Regions from separate parts of the Mus musculus genome. Here regions 1, 3 and 4 are each linked to region 2. A link is a contact called in public HiCAR-type, HiChIP or PLAC-seq and promoter capture Hi-C data. All regions are on one chromosome and are shown on one strand. Each heading gives the region's core, a stretch centred on a gene start, on an enhancer-like site or on the middle of the called end of the contact. The rest is flanking DNA. Distances are from core to core; before and after follow the strand shown. Region 1 holds the start of Tmem160 (transmembrane protein 160). Region 2 holds the start of Six5 (sine oculis-related homeobox 5). Region 3 holds the start of Meis3 (Meis homeobox 3). Region 4 holds the start of Dhx34 (DEAH (Asp-Glu-Ala-His) box polypeptide 34).

What was found. Promoter capture Hi-C pulls out the DNA fragments that hold promoters and counts their contacts. HiCAR-type assays count read pairs that join an accessible place to other places. HiChIP or PLAC-seq counts read pairs in DNA pulled down with a chosen protein or histone mark.
Region 1: a contact with region 2 is called in a HiCAR-type map of astrocytes, with 2.7 times the contacts expected there. The contact joins the promoter of Tmem160 here to the promoter of Six5 in region 2. A contact is called at or near these places in 1 of 39 promoter capture datasets (cranial neural crest) and 1 of 115 datasets of contacts at active chromatin or transcription factors (astrocytes).
Region 3: a contact with region 2 is called in an H3K4me3 HiChIP or PLAC-seq map of stem cell-derived neural progenitor cells, with 6 times the contacts expected there. The contact joins the promoter of Meis3 here to the promoter of Six5 in region 2. A contact is called at or near these places in 1 of 39 promoter capture datasets (hippocampal neurons) and 2 of 115 datasets of contacts at active chromatin or transcription factors (astrocytes and stem cell-derived neural progenitor cells).
Region 4: a promoter capture Hi-C map of embryonic stem cells shows a contact between it and region 2, with 5 times the contacts expected there. The contact joins the promoter of Dhx34 here to the promoter of Six5 in region 2. A contact is called at or near these places in 2 of 39 promoter capture datasets (embryonic stem cells and liver) and 1 of 9 other capture datasets (macrophages).

What each region holds. Positions count from the first base shown.
Region 1 is chr7:16,451,527-16,454,362 of GRCm38.p6, forward strand. It overlaps Tmem160 (transmembrane protein 160), which reads left to right and starts at 1,253. Exons shown (of 3, transcript NM_026938.1): 1 at 1,253-1,644; 2 at 2,595-2,687. The coding sequence starts at 1,437.
Region 2 is chr7:19,093,052-19,095,815 of GRCm38.p6, forward strand. Six5 (sine oculis-related homeobox 5) reads left to right here and starts at 1,493. Exons shown (of 3, transcript NM_011383.1): 1 at 1,493-2,367. The coding sequence starts at 1,586. It overlaps Dmpk (dystrophia myotonica-protein kinase), which reads left to right. Exons shown (of 15, transcript NM_001379257.1): 15 at 1-770. The coding sequence ends at 58.
Region 3 is chr7:16,173,883-16,176,679 of GRCm38.p6, forward strand. It overlaps Meis3 (Meis homeobox 3), which reads left to right and starts at 1,513. Exons shown (of 13, transcript NM_008627.4): 1 at 1,513-1,685. The coding sequence starts at 1,674.
Region 4 is chr7:16,220,647-16,223,364 of GRCm38.p6, forward strand. Dhx34 (DEAH (Asp-Glu-Ala-His) box polypeptide 34) reads right to left here and starts at 1,386. Exons shown (of 17, transcript NM_027883.3): 1 at 1,352-1,386.

The DNA of each region.
Region 1 (2,836 bases), core at 3-2,502, 2.6 Mb before region 2:
GGGCTGTCTCACTGCCCTCTGGGACGGAGTTTAGTCTGTCCTTCTGCCGCCAGAAGGCCTCTCTCTATATAAATAGTCCCATAGATATCAGCAGTAGCAAAGGCACACTGGCTATCTGTGTCTCTTGTCTTTTCTCAGCTGTAACGCCTTGGTCAGAGCTGCCACCAGTTCAGCTTTGTGGGTTGATACTCCTGTCCGGAGTGGCTCTGCACATATGATCTGAGCAGTCATGCAGAGGCCCACCGATCAAGGTCAGGGTCAGGCAGCAGGGCAGCTGAAAAGTCATCCTGGGGCATTCAAGAAGAGAGGCTGGTAATGAGTCACCCTGGCGTCATCTTTAACCAGGAGGCCATTGCTGCACTGGTGTATACACAAGGTGGGGGTCGGCTTCTGGCAATTGGTGACAGATTGGCCATTGTCTGATGCCAAGGCCCTGAGTCCCCTGGCTCTAGGGAGGTCACCTGTAGTTAGCAAAGTAAAGCCTTCTTAGAGGAGGCACAATAGTCCGAACTTTTCAGGGCCCCTAAGAGGTCTTGGTTGTTTCTTTTGTTTCTGTTGCCACTGAAAGTCACTTATAAACTGATGAGGAGACTTTACCTTCAGGTTTTAGCAAGGCAGAAAGTTCAACTTTATTATCTACAAACAAGTTGTTGGGTTCCCTTTCACCTTTAGGGCTGCCCTGGGCTTGGGAGGGGCACCTTTGATCTTTAGCCCCCTCCCTCTTATCTCCTTCTCCTGAGACTATCTGTTTTAGGCATTTCTTATGTGTCCCGTGGTTTGGCTGTGGCTGCTATCAAGATCTTTGCCAGGTCTTGAGTCTGTTGCTTCTGTCCCCTCCTCTGCTTCTCCTCTGCAGTCTCTCTTCTGTTAAATACTCTCTCGGCCACTCTCACTAAGTTTGAGTCCCAGTACCGGTAATAACGTTTTGGAAAGAATCTAAGTAAAGACAGGAATGAATTTCCAGAAATGACATCTTATTAAAATCTGCATAGAAGAAAAACTGAAGAGGAATACAACAAAATAGTTATGTGTCCTCTTTAGTGAGGTAACTGGTAGTTGTTTCCGTGAGTTCACCACAGTTTTGCAACTAGTCTAAGCAACTAGTACAAGTTTTGTTTCCTGGCTGTTGAGAGCATTAACTTTTTTGAAACTACAAGTCCCAGCAGATATTCCGCCGCACCCTTCTGCAGGTCGAACTGCCTGCCGTACATTGATCTCTGGGATTTGTAGTCTGATGATAAAAATAAGGTGGGTCACACACTACCGGCACATATAACTGAAGTGGAGACACAGCCAGATACACCAATAGGTATTGCGTTCCGGGATAGAGTTGCGGGCAGATCACCAATGGTTGTGTCGCTCCTCATGAGTGATGTGACCTCCAGCCTACAGTAGGCCCGTGGGGCGGAGCTGGTGTCGCGGCCCCATTGCGAGCCATGGGAGGCGGCTGGTGGTGGGCTCGGGTCGCGCGCCTGGCCCGCCTGCGCTTCCGGGGGTCTCTGCAGCCTCCTCAGCGGCCCCGCAGCGGGGGCGCGCGCGGGTCCTTCGCCCCGGGCCACGGGCCACGCGCGGGAGCGTCGCCGCCTCCAGTGTCCGAGCTGGATCGCGCGGACGCTTGGCTCCTCCGCAAGGCACATGAGACAGGTCAGTGGCAGGGGCCGGGGTCGTTCGCGCTACAAGGAGAGGGGTTTCAATGTGCACGTGGGAGTGGGTGGCCAGAGTAAGGCAAGCATCTGCTGGGAACAGGGCCTGTGCTCAGCGGGGGCAGCTTCCTCATGTGAGCGCAGGGAACCGGTGTTGGGGGTTGGAGATTTTGCAGCCTGGCCGCATAGGACACCATCTTTCGGGTCCTGGCTAAAGGGGTACAGCAGGGATTAGTGGGGGTGGGGAGGAGGCTACGGTTAGGAAGAAGTAGTTGGCAGCACCACACTGCCTAGGTGAGAGACCGTTCCAGAGGCAGCTGGGAGGGAACAAGTTGCTTGAGACAGGGGTATCCGTTAGGATTACAGACAGAGGGGACCACTTGGAATAAAACAAGAGTGTGGCTACCCGCAGAAGATGGGGAAGTTCCGGATTGGACCAGCGTGTAACCAATGGTAGAGAAGGTGGCTGCTGATTGGAGGGAGAGGTGATCTAGACTGCAGAGGGAGGAATCTCAAACGAGGCAATGAGTTGAGAGATTGGAGCTGGTCTGGTGTTGAATGGGGCTAGTAGTGGGAACAGCCTTTTGGCAGCACTCAGGTACTTGAGTGGTGGGGAGGTGTGGACGCAAGGATGAGGCCATGCTAGGTAGGAGCGGTTACCACACAGGGGAAGGGACAGGCTGGAGAAGTTTGTCCCAGAGGTCTGAGGGAGAGAGGGAAGACCGCAGGATGCACAAGGGAAGACTTGGGAAGACTTTCTATCCTCAAACTTCAATTCGTGCTCTAGATTTTGAACGTCTGGGACAGAAGGGTAAAGGAATGGGACTTGCATGGGGCTTCCCGGAAGGGATCCGCATCTAGAATACTTTTGTCTTGTGGCTGAATAGGGTGAGAGGGGATCTAGGAAGCAGGGCTTGCTGATGCAGAGCTCCATCCCCCAACTCCCCGCAGCTTTTCTCTCCTGGTTCCGAAATGGACTTCTGTCATCCGGCATTGGGGTCATCTCCTTCATGCAGAGTGACATGGGCCGGGAAGCTGCCTATGGTGAGTACAGACCATCCCTATGGGAAATGGGCCCCTCCCCCTTTTCCTCCAGTTCTGAGTCCTCCTACCCTAACAGTTGGAAAAGGAGAGCACTCCCTCCATTTTCTCTTGCCTCACTAGTTACATCTCCTCTTACACCTCCTTCATCG
Region 2 (2,764 bases), core at 243-2,742:
GGCGGTCTCACCCCAGTCTGGTGTTTCCCGGGAGCCACCTTCGCCCCCTGAACCCTAAGACTCCAAGCCATCTTTCATTTAGGCCTCCTAGGAAGGTCGAGCGACCAGGGAGCGACCCAAAGCGTCTCTGTGCCCATCGCGCCCCCCCCCCCCCCCCACCGCTCCGCTCCACACTTCTGTGAGCCTGGGTCCCCACCCAGCTCCGCTCCTGTGATCCAGGCCTGCCACCTGGCGGCCGGGGAGGGAGGAACAGGGCTCGTGCCCAGCACCCCTGGTTCCTGCAGAGCTGGTAGCCACCGCTGCTGCAGCAGCTGGGCATTCGCCGACCTTGCTTTACTCAGCCCCGACGTGGATGGGCAAACTGCTCAGCTCATCCGATTTCACTTTTTCACTCTCCCAGCCATCAGTTACAAGCCATAAGCATGAGCCCCCTATTTCCAGGGACATCCCATTCCCATAGTGATGGATCAGCAAGACCTCTGCCAGCACACACGGAGTCTTTGGCTTCGGACAGCCTCACTCCTGGGGGTTGCTGCAACTCCTTCCCCGTGTACACGTCTGCACTCTAACAACGGAGCCACAGCTGCACTCCCCCCTCCCCCAAAGCAGTGTGGGTATTTATTGATCTTGTTATCTGACTCACTGACAGACTCCGGGACCCACGTTTTAGATGCATTGAGACTCGACATTCCTCGGTATTTATTGTCTGTCCCCACCTACGACCTCCACTCCCGACCCTTGCGAATAAAATACTTCTGGTCTGCCCTAAATCCCGCGCAATATCTCTGTTGTGGAAAGGAAACCGCCCCGCAGGCCAATGGAGAGTCCAATAGAGACAACCAATGGCTTGAGTGGGAGCTAGAGGGGAGGCAAAGCGCACGAATCAGGTTGAAGGGTGGGGCTTAGGCATCCAGCCAGTAGGAGAGAAGCAACAAGCCACCAGAGACACCACCGCCCCCCACCCTCCCCCCCAGCTGTGACCCAGCTGTGCCACTCAAGTTTGGAAAAAAGTAGGGGGTTGGGCCAGCAGCGGGCACACCATCTTCCCACTGCGCCTGCGCAAGCCACGCGCATCCGCTTTTTGGACCGACACTCCAGAAAAGTTGCTGCAAACTTTCTAGCGCGATTCCCCGCCCCTCCTCCCAGCTAGATCCACCGCCTACCCGCGGGGCCGGGAATTCCGAGGGGCGGAGCACGGCGCGGAGATGGGAAGGGAGGGGGCCCTTCAAGGGACCCGGGAGATGGGAGCGGCTTCGCGCCCTTAACCCTCCGGACGGCCCATTACCTTCTCCGTTGCTCTGATAGGGAAACTGAGGCCCTGAGTCAGAGGCACACAAGGGGGGAAGGCCAAAAGCGCGGCCAGAGACGGAGGGAAAACAAAGAATCCTGACAGCCCGGGAGGGGGGCGGACACACAGGGACAAGGACAGACCCGAGTGCAGAGCTGGGTCTAGTCTTTGGGAGGGGGCCAGAAGACTGCAAGGGGACCGGGGGGGGGGGCGGCGAGGAGGACTGGGCGGAGGAGGGGGCTGGGGAAGCCCGCGGGAGGCGGCAAAGGAGGGAGGAACTTTCCAAAGTTGCCAAACATGGCTACCTCGCCTGCGGAGCCGAGCGCGGGGCCCGCGGCTCGGGGGGAGGCGGCGGCGGCGACCGAGGAGCAGGAGGAGGAAGCGCGCCAGCTTCTGCAGACTCTGCAGGCAGCCGAGGGGGAGGCGGCGGCGGCCGGGGCGGGAGATGCGGCGGCGGCGGCGGACTCTGGGTCCCCGAGTGGCCCGGGGTCTCCCCGGGAGACCGTGACCGAGGTGCCCACTGGCCTTCGCTTCTCGCCCGAACAGGTGGCATGCGTGTGCGAGGCGCTGCTGCAGGCGGGCCACGCCGGCCGCTTGAGCCGCTTCCTGGGCGCGCTGCCCCCGGCCGAGCGCCTACGTGGCAGCGATCCGGTGCTGCGCGCGCGGGCCCTAGTGGCCTTCCAGCGGGGTGAATACGCCGAGCTCTACCAACTTCTCGAGAGCCGCCCTTTCCCCGCCGCCCACCACGCCTTCCTGCAGGACCTCTACCTGCGCGCGCGCTACCACGAGGCCGAGCGGGCCCGTGGCCGTGCGCTGGGCGCTGTGGACAAATACCGGCTGCGCAAGAAGTTCCCTCTGCCCAAGACCATCTGGGATGGCGAGGAGACCGTCTATTGCTTCAAGGAGCGCTCGCGAGCGGCGCTCAAGGCCTGCTACCGCGGCAACCGCTATCCCACGCCTGACGAGAAGCGCCGCCTGGCCACGCTCACCGGCCTCTCGCTTACACAGGTCAGCAACTGGTTCAAGAACCGGCGACAGCGCGACCGCACTGGGACCGGCGGTGGAGCGCCTTGCAAAAGGTGAGGGGGGAACCGACCCTCCTTCCTCGGTGGCCGCTGGAGTCTGCGCAAGTGACCCTTCACATCCCTCTTCGGTGGCGTCGGCGAGTGCATAGGCTGAGCGTGGAGAGACCAGGCACACCCTGGGTTCTCTGGGCATCACTGCCTCAGGGGCAGAGGTTGTTCCAGCTACTTCTAAGCTGGGAACGCAGTGCCAGGAATGGGGGGGGGGGCGGGGGCGGGACGGGCAGTGAGAAAAGTGAGGTATCCCTGGAGGAGCGGTAGTAAGGAAGGGAAAGGGGCCTTTGTCTAAGGCACCCAGGGTAGGGACCCGCTTTTGGGGCCTCTGCAACCTGGCCCCTCGGTAACCATTACTTACACCCACCCCCACGCCCCCTCCAGCCCAAACAGCGTGGTC
Region 3 (2,797 bases), core at 263-2,762, 2.9 Mb before region 2:
CTAACCCCACTCCCCGCCAGCCTCAAAGGGCCAAAGTGGGGAAACCTGAAGGGGGACCCCACTCAGTGTGATAAGCCCACAGTCAGGCAAGGCCCCCTGAAATCTAGAGCCCTGGTTTGTTGCAGAGAGTGAAAGGCATGTTAGAGAAAGGTCTGGACTCCATCAGGATCTGTGGGTGTCCCAGGTGACAGAACAGGGTGAGGAGAAAGAGGGGCACACTCAGGACAATAAGAGGAGCTGAGAAGAAGCAGGGTCCTCCCTCCTCCATAGCCTCTCAGGCCCTCCCCACCTGTCACCCCTGCCCTGGCTTTTGTTTTATTTCCAGCAGAGAAGATGAAGGAGTGCGAGGCCTGTTTATGGGAGTCATAAAATGTACCTCCAGCTAGCCCAGCGGGGCTCACACCACCAACAGTGAGAGAGTCAGTGAGCAGGCTCTCAGCTGCCTCCACTCTCTGCGCTCTCTCTCTCTCTCTCTCTCTCTCTCTCTCTCTCTCTCTCTCTCTCTCTCTCTCTCTCTCTCTCTGATTCTGTTCCCTTCTCTGTCCCTTTCTCAGGTTCCCTTTCTTTCCTTCCTTCCTCTTCCTCCCCCAACCCACATCCTCCTCTTTTCCTCTGGTTTTTGGAGACAGAATCTTACCGTATAAGCAGGCTTGCATCCAACTCATGCTCCTCCTGCCTCAGTCTCCCTGAGTACCACACACACCCGGCACAATTACTTTTTGCCACTGGAATTTCACTCCAAAGCTTGTCTTGGGGTTTGACTGACAGCTTTTGTCTGCACCGCCTCAGTGGCTAGACCCACGATTTACACCCCACCCCACCCCCACCCTCCCACCCCCGCAAGGCTCGGAGGTCCCAGGCTGCTCCCCTAGGGGCAGCTGAGAGGGCTTCATCCAGGCTAAGGGCCTTCCTGAACACAGGGCTCAGAAGGACAGAGGCACACACATCCCTGAGGGAAGCACAGCAGCTCAATACTTTGCCACTTCTAGACACACACTGGAGCCTCGGGCCGACAGCCCCCTTGTCCCCCCAGGGGAGACAAGGGACAGAAACGGAGCAAGAAGACAAACGAAAATATAAGCTTGGTTCTTTCCTGTGCCTGGTTTGCTTTAATCCCGTCTCATGGTTAGACAGGAGAGACAGAGACAGAAGAGTGACCAGAGAGGAGGGGCAAAAAGCTACTGCAGACCCCTGGCGGCCAGGCAGGGAGAGAGCAAGAAGCAGTGAGGACCAAGAGGGAGGGTGGGGACCGCGGGAAGCTCCAGACACAAGACCCCGCGAATCTGACATACAAAGGCCAAGGTGGGTGGAGGCAGACCTGGAGTCCAGGAAGAGGAGAGGAGGAGGGAGGGGACAGCACGGAGGGAAGAAGGGGAGGCAGAGAAGGAGAGGGAGGAGGGGACTCAGAGGAGAGGGGAGGGACAAGACAGGAGAGGGGCCGCTCGGGAGGAGGCCCCGCTCCGGCAGACAGCGGGTTAAGCGTCTCCGCGTGAACTTCCGGATGTGACACAGGCCGGGCCCGTGTGAGCGGAGGAGCCGCCGCCACCCTCGGCCGCGATCCGCGGGTCTTGGCCACTCGGAGACCCTGGCACCCGGCGGGGACCTCGGGGACCTCCTGCCGCGATGAGCTCCAGGCCGTGACCTCCCGAGCCCAGGACAGGCGGCGCCGGCTCATGGCCCGGAGGGTAGGTGACTGTGCCGTCCCGCCCTGAGCCTCTTTCTGCCTCTAAATGTCCCTTTTTGCCCCTTAGAGTTCCTTCTGCCCCTCCCTCTATTCCTCTCTGTCACTCTCTCCCCCTCACCCCCCCTCCCCTACTCCCTCTATCTCTTGGGTCTTCCCCATCTCTACCCTCTTCCTGTCTGCTTTTCCCCAGGCTTCTGTTGTCTGAGACCCACCCTGGGGTTAGGGGTGGGACATCTCACCAAGCTGCCAGACAAGGGAGAGCAGGGGAGAGATGCGAGCCCTGAGTGTAGGGAGGTTTGGAGACGAACCTGGCAGGAGGTAAAGACCCCATCGTCTGGGTTCACGGTGGGCAGCTGGGAGCAGGTGAATTCACTTCAGGATGCTTAGAGAAGTTAGCCTGCGGAAGCAAAAGAGGAGTGACAGCCACCCAGATGGCCCAGTGCGCCCAGGTCGGCTGGAGAACACAGGACCCTCTGCCTCATACCAGTGAGCCCTTTGCCTCTTGGCGCCCCAGTCTCCCCACTGCTAAGAACCGTCTTCTACCTGGAGATCAAAGGTCCTGCTGCCCCATTGTGATTCCGTAACAGGAGGACCCAGAAATCTGGCTCCTATACTCTTGTTTCTGGTTGGGACTGTTTGCATGGTAGAATAGGGTTACCCTCCCCCAAATGTATTTATTGACTGTTGTCTGATTGTGCTAAATGTCTTTCATTTCCTCATTCATTCAATTCCAACTTGGTGCTAGGTGCGCTCTGACTGACTGACTGACTGTCTGTCTGTCTCTGTCTCTGTCTCTCTGTGTAAGTATATGTGAATGTTTCTCTCTCTCTCTCTCTCTCTCTCTCTCTCTCTCTCTCTCTCTCTCTCTCTCTCTGTGTGTGTGTGCGTGTGTGTGTGTGTAGTTGTCTCTTGCAATTCGGGGTGTAGTGCTCTAAGCCTGCATGCTCTGGAGAACCTACCCTATAGCATACATGTGCATATGTATCACATGCATGTGCATGTCGGCTGTGTGCCCAACTCTGTGTGGATATGGGTATGGTGAATTTACATGTTGGATGTGATAAATTGTTAAGACATTCAGAGGTGTGTAGTGTAATAGCACTCCAGAGGTCA
Region 4 (2,718 bases), core at 136-2,635, 2.9 Mb before region 2:
TGGGAGTTGTTAGAGCTACCTTTGAGTGTCCAGGGAGGAAGACCTTGTGAGTCCCACAAACATAGCAGACACTGCAGAGTACAACACTTCTGAGTAAAGACTGAAGCTCGGTGATGACAGGACTGAGAGAACTCTATTCTAGAAGGGAATGAGGACCAGGCCTTGGAAAGCTGCTAGAAGATGGAGCCAGTGATCCTCAGAAAAAGACTGGGACAGTAAGGAGGAGAAAGCTCCTTCTAGGCAACAAAAACCCTGACTCACACTAGGCCCAACATCAGCACCCATGGCTGCCAATGGGTCTGTTCCCTCGGGCATTTTACTCCTTCATTTGGTTTGGGGTCTCAGGTAGTTTAGCCTAACCTTGAACTCTCCACACAGATAAGCATGACCTTGAACTCACTCACCATCCAGTCTCCACCACATAAGTGCTGGGACTGCAAGTAAGCACCATTATGTCCAAGTATGGCTTACCGGGCCATCTTCCCAATACCTCTCTTTCTATTTCTCTATTTCTCCCTCTCTCCCCTCTCTCTCCTCTCTCTCTCTCTCTCTCTCCCTCCCTCCCTCTCTTCCTCAGACCTCCATTTGAATTTCTCCACTTTCTCCATCTTGTTTCAACTTTTCCTCAAATTTATTTATTTTTGGAGACAAGAGTCATCCTATGTAGACTGGGTTGGCCTTTAACTCACAATCCTCCTGCTTCAGCCTCCTGTGCTCAGATCCAGCACCTAGCTCCCGGCCCTCTATTTGTTTACAGTTCTCCAGTCAATACTTTTATCTACCAATGGTGCCTTTCTTTACAGCTACCACTCCGGTATTTCTGTGTAGTCTCAATCACATATGTATACATATATGTTCACTTTCTCACAACATTAAGACTATTTCCACTCTATTTTGCTAAGCTAAATAAGCAGTGCGAGGAACGCAAATCTGGGGTGCATTTCTTCCTTTCGCCATTTTTCAGCACGACTCTACTATCACCTCCAACTTTCAAGGTTCTGTTTCAAACTCCATCTTTTCATAACTGTGGGTCTCACCACCATCCAGGCTTTCTTGCCAATCTCTTCCTGGCGCCCTTGTGAGCCTCTCTTGCAGGCACCCCATCACCCTGGTCCCCTTTTCTCTCCCTTTCTCAGAAACTTGTTCCCTCTGTGGTTTCAGTTCCGGGCCTCTTGGTCCTCCAGCTTCTAAGAATCGCGCACCGCCAGAGCTCTCTGGGTCCTGGCACATTCCTTCATTAAAATTGGGGTTCTCTTGACTCCCCTGCTCGCTCGGAACTATAGCCCCACACAAATCCTGCACCAGGGACCAAAGCCACGCAGACACCCCGCACACACGCCCCGCCCCTTACCTCCGAAATAGCACGGACGCCTCAACTTCCGGTCCTAAATGGTCTGCGCCTGCGCACGCTCCCGCCACTCTCCAGACTGCGCATGCGCAGATCGCGAAAGCGCGACCTGGCCTCTCCGTACAATGAAGCCCAATAGGGAGTAGCGGGCGGGCCAATGCCCATCGCACAAAGCGCTCTTGGGCACCTGGCTTCAGGCAGTGTTTTGGGTGATTTGACGCCCTCTAGAGGCCAGAGGAGGGGTTATAGGTAAGTGCCAGTCCCTAGCCGTGTCCTCTCCACAGCCCTGTAAACCCAGAATTACTAGAAAGTCAAAAGTTTCGGGTCCAAAAAACAAAACAACGCACGCCTCTAATCCCAGCACTTGGGAGGCAGAGGCAGGCGGATTTCTGAGTTCGAGGCCAGCCTGGTCTACAGAGTGAGTTCCAGGACAGCCAGAGCTACACAGAGAAACCCTCTCTCAAAAAAACAAACAAACAAACAAACAAAAAGTTTAGGGTCAGCAAGGGAGCTCAAACACTATTAAAACAGTCCCGTGACTGGGCGAACTAGTGCACGCCTTAAATTCCAGCACTTGGGAGGCAAAGGGAGGTGGATCTCGGTAAGTTCAAGGCCAGCCTGGACTACATAGTGAGTTCAGGTCATCCAGGACTACATATCTAGACCATCTCAAAAACCTAATTAAATTAATAAGACAGTCATGTGGTCACTCTATCACTATAACTCACTAATAAATAATCAGATGTAACCCCAGCAGCCTTAAGCCAGGGACCAGCTCTGTGCTGATCAGTCTTGTGTCCCCTTAAAGCCCTCTCTAGAGCCACACATGTTAAATTAATGACTAAATGGGTGAGAAAAGACTCCAGAGAAAACTACACAGTACTCCTCGATGTGCCAATCACTGGGGAACTGAGCCTCAGTTTCCCCATCGATAACCTAAGAAAACTTGTTGCAAAAAAAAAAAAAAGTCGCTGAAAAGCATATATAAAAATATATAGGCCAGGCTGGGTTGTAGCCAGGTTTTGAGTTCTCTGTTTCCTCTTCTGGTTTCTCTGTGCAGCTCACTTTTTCCCCCCATTCAGATATTAGTGCACTGAAGCTGTCATCTCTGACCTTGCTTCTAAAAGCAGCTCCCTCCACAGAGCGGGCATTATTGCTCAATATTTTATTTCTTTGCTTATTCATGTATTTCAGACAAGAACTTTCTCCTTTGCCCAGGCTCCAACTACTCATCCTTCCACCACCGCCTCCTGAGCGCTGGAATGTTCTTCACCCCGTCCTATTTAATCTTACTTTTGTGACTATCTCTGTGTCCTCCAGTAAGATGTGTGCTCCGTAAAAGTGGAGAACTCTTCTGTTTTGTTCACCAA